Regions from separate parts of the Callithrix jacchus genome. Here region 1 is linked to region 2. The links are chromatin contacts, called in public Hi-C maps. All regions are on one chromosome and are shown on one strand. Each heading gives the region's core, a stretch centred on a gene start, on an enhancer-like site or on the middle of the called end of the contact. The rest is flanking DNA. Distances are from core to core; before and after follow the strand shown.

The links. Hi-C and Micro-C count contacts between places; a contact is called where the count stands out from the background.
Region 1: a contact with region 2 is called in a Hi-C map of skeletal muscle, with 4 times the contacts expected there. The contact joins two enhancer-like sites. A contact is called at or near these places in 2 of 3 Hi-C or Micro-C datasets (induced pluripotent stem cells and skeletal muscle).

Annotation. Positions count from the first base shown.
Region 1 is chr15:17,925,167-17,927,866 of calJac240_pri, reverse strand. All of the region lies in intron 4 of LOC103788187, which reads left to right. Among named protein-coding and RNA genes, the nearest start is that of TPRG1, 210 kb to the left of the region's middle. Within about 2 kb of position 1,331, at least 14 of the 16 cell types and tissues checked have an H3K27ac peak or open chromatin away from gene starts, as enhancers often do. A contact at or near this core is called in skeletal muscle, where this site is marked.
Region 2 is chr15:17,762,031-17,764,730 of calJac240_pri, reverse strand. The region is part of intron 9 of LPP (LIM domain containing preferred translocation partner in lipoma); the gene reads right to left. Among named protein-coding and RNA genes, the nearest start is that of TPRG1, 370 kb to the left of the region's middle. Within about 2 kb of position 1,295, at least 6 of the 16 cell types and tissues checked have an H3K27ac peak or open chromatin away from gene starts, as enhancers often do. A contact at or near this core is called in skeletal muscle, where this site is marked.

The DNA.
Region 1 (2,700 bases), core at 82-2,581, 160 kb before region 2:
CGGAGTTCGTGTCCACAGAGAAATCTCTACGGCGTAAGAGGGATCTAACAAGCACAAAGATGGCATACCCCAAGGCTGACTGGGTGTACTGAGACCCAAGGAAGAGTTGAAGGAGAAAGAAATGGCATCTAGAGAAAGGAGTTAGCATCGAAGCTGGGTTTCAAGGGATGTGAAATATTTGAATGAGTGGCAAAGATAAGCCAAACAGAGGCCATCATATTCCGATGAGTTTTAAAAGAATTTTAAGAGGCCTCAGCCAAGGTTCAGGTGGCAAGAAAACAGGAGGTATCCATGGGGCACCGTGACCAGGCAGAGTCCATCTGATGTGGCTGCCTTAGAAAAAGTGGTAAGACCAAGGAGAGATGAGGCAGGAAGGGTGCTGATGCCAGGCTGGGCTTGATTCTAATTTCCTAGACAGCACCAGGAGCCAGCTTTCCTCCTCTCATCAACGTGGCTACACAAATCTCCATTCTCCTCACCCTGCACTTCTGTTGAGGCTGCTCAGACACAGATCTCATTGGCTGTGGCTACTCTTACCAGGCTGACTGTCTTCCGTCCAACAAGGAAGGGAGTCTCATTTGAGGAACTGCACAACCTCTTCTGGTTTCTGTACTGGACACTTTCTCTCTCTAGCCACCAGAGAAGTGGGTTGGAACAGTAGGGGGAAGTGTCTGTTTGGCAACCTCACAGGGCTCAAAAACTTGAAGAGGGTGGATTTTAGGGGTTATCCCCTTGAGAACGTTCACACGTTTGCATCTTTCTGGTGACACCATTTATATTCCTATTTTCCGGGAGTACACACAAGGCCAGAGGCACTTTGGACCTCAGGGCTTTCAGAGGAGTGAAAGACCAGAAGGTCAGGGAAAGACTTTCCCATTTGGCCTCACTGTTTTGTGATGTGTGTCAGGAAGGTGTTATTATGGTGAACAATTAAGAAGTAGGAAATTTAAAAGCAGAGAAATAAGTGACTCACCCAAGGTCACATAGCAAGTGACAGAGCTGCAAGCGACTGGAATGCAAATCCCCTGGAGCCAAGCCATGTATTCATACACCTACCTCAAAGCCTGCTCTCAGAAAGAGGTGGAAGAGGGAAAGGAAGAAGAAAGACAGAAGAAAAAGGAGGGGAGGAATAAGAGGGAGAGAAGCAGAGGAGGAGAGAGATGGCAGAGCCCTTCCCTGTAGGTGAAGGACCTGGAACCCTCTCCTTTCGCCTCTACTCACCCCCACTTCCTTAACTCGTCCTGGACCCAAGAAAATGGGTCCAAAGCTGTGCGGTAGGGAAGGGCTGCTGGGTAACTTCTTTACTGAGGCGCAAGCGTGGCCCTGCGGGGTTGCTGGGCCTTTCAAAGGCCACTTGTAAACTCTGATGCTGCGCAGGGACTGGCCCCGAGGGGCTGGGGCCCCGGCCAGGAGGAGAGGATGGGCCTGCCTTTGCTGCCTAGAAATCAAAGCGGCCAACCTCGGGCTTTTTCTTCGCCCTCACACTGAGGCACTTTCATTGGCGAGATGAAGGGAGGCAGAGCGGGCCTTACAGTCCTCGCTCTGCTTTTGGAGGTTAATGACCCAGTTAGCAGCTCTTGGCTGCGTTTCCGACATTTTGCAGACATCAAGCCCCGCGTCTCTGCCAAGTACATTCTGTTCCCTGGAGCTCATCCAGTGCATCTCAGATTACTATGTAATGCGACAAAGAGGGAGAGGTGGCTGGGAGGGGCATCGGGGAGCGGGGCGGGGAGGGGAGAGGGCGGGACGAGGAGAGGAGGATGCCACTCTAAATATAGCTGCCCTCCTGGAATGCATCTTTCAAGGTGCTTATTTACTGTACGAGTGATCTCAAAGTGAGGGTACGACTGGGCCCTGTCGTGCAGGAATACTGGGGCGCTGAGAGCGAAGCCCAGGACCAGGGCGAGGACAGAGAGTGGGGGCGGGGAGGAGACTGCGGGAGGCTCGTGGCTGGGAAGGGCGGGGAAGGAGGACCGCAAGGGGGCGGGGCTAAGAGGTGGTGGCCCCACCCCCAAGGGCGCCGCCCCGCTTTGCGGCTCCAGCCGGAGCTGCAGCCTGCGCGCTAATTATAGACGTGAATGGAGAGCGGCCGCTTTTGAATGATCGCGTTGCTCGAGCTGCCGTTGGAAGCTTAGAAGCAGGTGCTACCGTGCTAGATACAAAGCCATCTATTTAAAAGCCCTCTGTCACGCACGCACAGTCACTGACGAATCCTCTGGCTCTCTCCTACCACCAACCGATGGCGGATTCCGGAATTGGTTCAAAAGGCCTTGAGCCGGAAGACCCGGGACAGAGACGGAGGGCTTTTCCTACCTCTTTTGCCTGCATCCTTAGAAAACTCCCGTGCGTGAGAAGATCCCCAGGCCTTTACAAGCTGTTGTTCTACAAACGGAGAAACTGAGGCAGGGAGAGGCGCTGGGTGTGCACCAGAGCACGTGGTGCCTCAGTGCATAACTGAGGTAAAGTTCCGGGCTCCTAACAGCCTCTGCATTTGCCTTACCAGGTTGGAACCTGAAGCAAGTCTCACTTTAACGCCATTAATTTCCAGGCATGGATCTCTAGCAAATGAGCATCCTCCTCCTTTGCTGGTTCAGCACCCACTCCCTCCAATCCCCACCCCTCCCCGCCACACACACAAGGAAAACTTGCTAATGCTGACTGATTCTCATTGCTGGGTTTACTAGTTCAGGCCTGGAAACT
Region 2 (2,700 bases), core at 46-2,545:
TTGATTTTTGGATTTGCTATTTCCTGATATGAATTTGCGACTGTAAATGAAGCCAAATTCCCTTTAATTGAGAAAAGTATTAACTGGTATTACCACATTATTTCCATCCAAGGCAAATGAATAACTAGGGGACTCTTTCAAGAAGATAGGCTATACTCTGTAGGCCTTGGTACTAGCCCATCAGAAGATGTACAAAGATGTCCTTTTTCTGTGTTTCACCTGTGGTATGGCTTGGCTGTGTCCCCACCTAAATCACATCTTGAATTGTAGTTCCCATAATCCCCACATGAAGTGGAAGGGACCCAGTGGGAGGTAACTGCATCATGGGGGTGATGGTTTTTCTATAAGGGGCTTTTCCCTTTTTGCTTGTCTTTCATTCTCACCCTGTGAAGAGGTGCCTTCCATTATGATTTTAAGTTTCCTGAGTCCTCCCCAGCTATGTGAAACCGTGAGTCAATTAAACCTCTTTTCTTTATAAATTACCCAGTATCAGGTATTTCCTCATAGCAGTGTGAAAATGGACTAATAAACCTTCCTGTCGGAAGGACCAGTATAAGTCATTTTCTCCGCTCCCAGCCTTTGACAGAAGTGCTGCCCACAACATCTCTGAAGAGTGGGCAGTCTCTTTCCTTCTCGTGGCAAAATGCTAGAGATCTCTCATGTGTCCACCTTCCTTTTAACGTAGTACATATTGCTAAAGGTTATGTCCCACATATGGCACTAGCCACTGTTCCAAACATAATTTTATTTGACATTCACAAAACCCCTATAAATACTACTGTAGCCATTTTACATAATGAATAAACTGGAAAGCCTCTTTATTACTCCTGGTGAGTTCAGCCCAGTGAATACACATAAACCAGCCTAACCGCCCTTTCACCCACAGCTCTCAGTGCTGTCAGACTGAATCCAGTAAGGCCTTTTGGCACCACATTTGTGCTCTAAGTATAACTTGATGAGGAGATTGCTCAATCTCCTTTGAAAGTGTGATCCATTGCCTAACAGCTGAAAGTGTCTCCTCTATTACTGGAATCAGCTACCCAGCACTGGGATTACTGGAAAGAGCTGTTGTGATGGGAACACTTGATCACATATGTAAATTTTCTGGAGCTTTCTGAAAGGAACAGTGGGTTGCATCTGATAAAGACATGGATCCAGAAACAGTGTAATGAGAATGAGAATGGCAGGGTGGGATCCTGAGGTGAGCTATGTGGAGCGAGGACTGTGAGGTTAGGAAGGTACAAAGGAAAAGCTTTTTCACTAGAAGGGAGAAACAAGGAAAGGAAGTGGACTTTTACTAGCATTCCAGACTGAGTATAAACCTGGGGAGCATTCCAGCAGGCTGGAGAACCTGGTAGATAATGGGAACCCTGAGCTTGAGTTCCTTCTCCGACTCCACAAATGGCTCCTTTGGGAACCTCACCCTTTTTATTAAAGCCTCATTTATTCCAACTGTGGTTATGAATTTGGATGCAAAGTGTGCCTCCTCCATTACTGGAATCAGCTGCCCAGTAATGGGAACCCTTAAAGAAATTCCATTTGCTGCTTCAATTCTGACCTCACAGACATCATTACAGAATCATTTTGGATACTCGAGAGATTGCAATGTTCCAAAAAATGCTGTTTTCAGGGCTCCTGGAAATACAAAGGTTTGATTTCAGTGTTACCGAGAGTCCTTCAATCTGATTAAACAATTATTTGTACATAGTTTGAAAGAAGGGAAAGTTCTGATTTCTGTACCTTATCAGAACTCTCCCTTCTTCCAAACTATTTACAAATAAGTCCTATCCAGGCAGAAAACAGGAAATGGCAGGAAGCTAGCTGATGTATAGATGCTGTAGTGTAAATGACAAGGTTTAGAGCCACACAGCCTTACAATCCAGTCCTCCCACCAGCTCTGTGTTCCTGGGCAACTCCGTTAAGCCTTCTGTGCCTTCATTTCCTCATACATTTTTTTTTTTAAATAATAAAGAAGGTATCTGTTCTTTAGGCTCAAAATTAGGTTGGAAATGGATGAAGGAATTAGAAGTTAGCCGAAACAGGAGAAGATTCCGATGGACTTGAGATCTTTCTTCAAATACTTAAAAGTGGAAGATGTATTAGCTGTCGTCTCTATGGACCAATGAATAAATGTTTTTAGGAAATAGGCTTCTGTCCAAAAAGTAGCTTTTTAACCTTTAGAGATTTCAACACAAGGAAAAGCTGCCATGAGAGCTAGTACATTTCTCATTATTGGAATTACACTTATTTAAAAATATATATAATAGCTAATCCATTGCAAAATCATTTTGCAAACTCCACTGCAAAAAAAAAAAATCTTTTTGAAAAATGAGTAAGCACCCTTCTGTTTATGTCTTTTGTAAATTTCTCACATGGTTACTTGGCACAAAATGAAAGCAGGCCCCCATATTGCAAGACCAACCCATAGAAAGGGAACCAAATGGCACATGTGACAAGTTTGAAGGGGCTCTGCGTGTGCTATTCAGTAAGCCTCTACCATCCTCAGATCTGTGTGTCAGTCCCGCATTGATCCAGGTCCCTTCCTGATTTTCTACTGTCAAATGGACTAAATGAAATAATCTATTTTCCATAACGTTCGCATTACAATCCAGTTTTACTCACCAAAGGAGTATGTCTGCGACACCACAATCTCTCAAGCACATTATCATCAGGCACATTTTTCAGAAGGAGGGGTGGCAG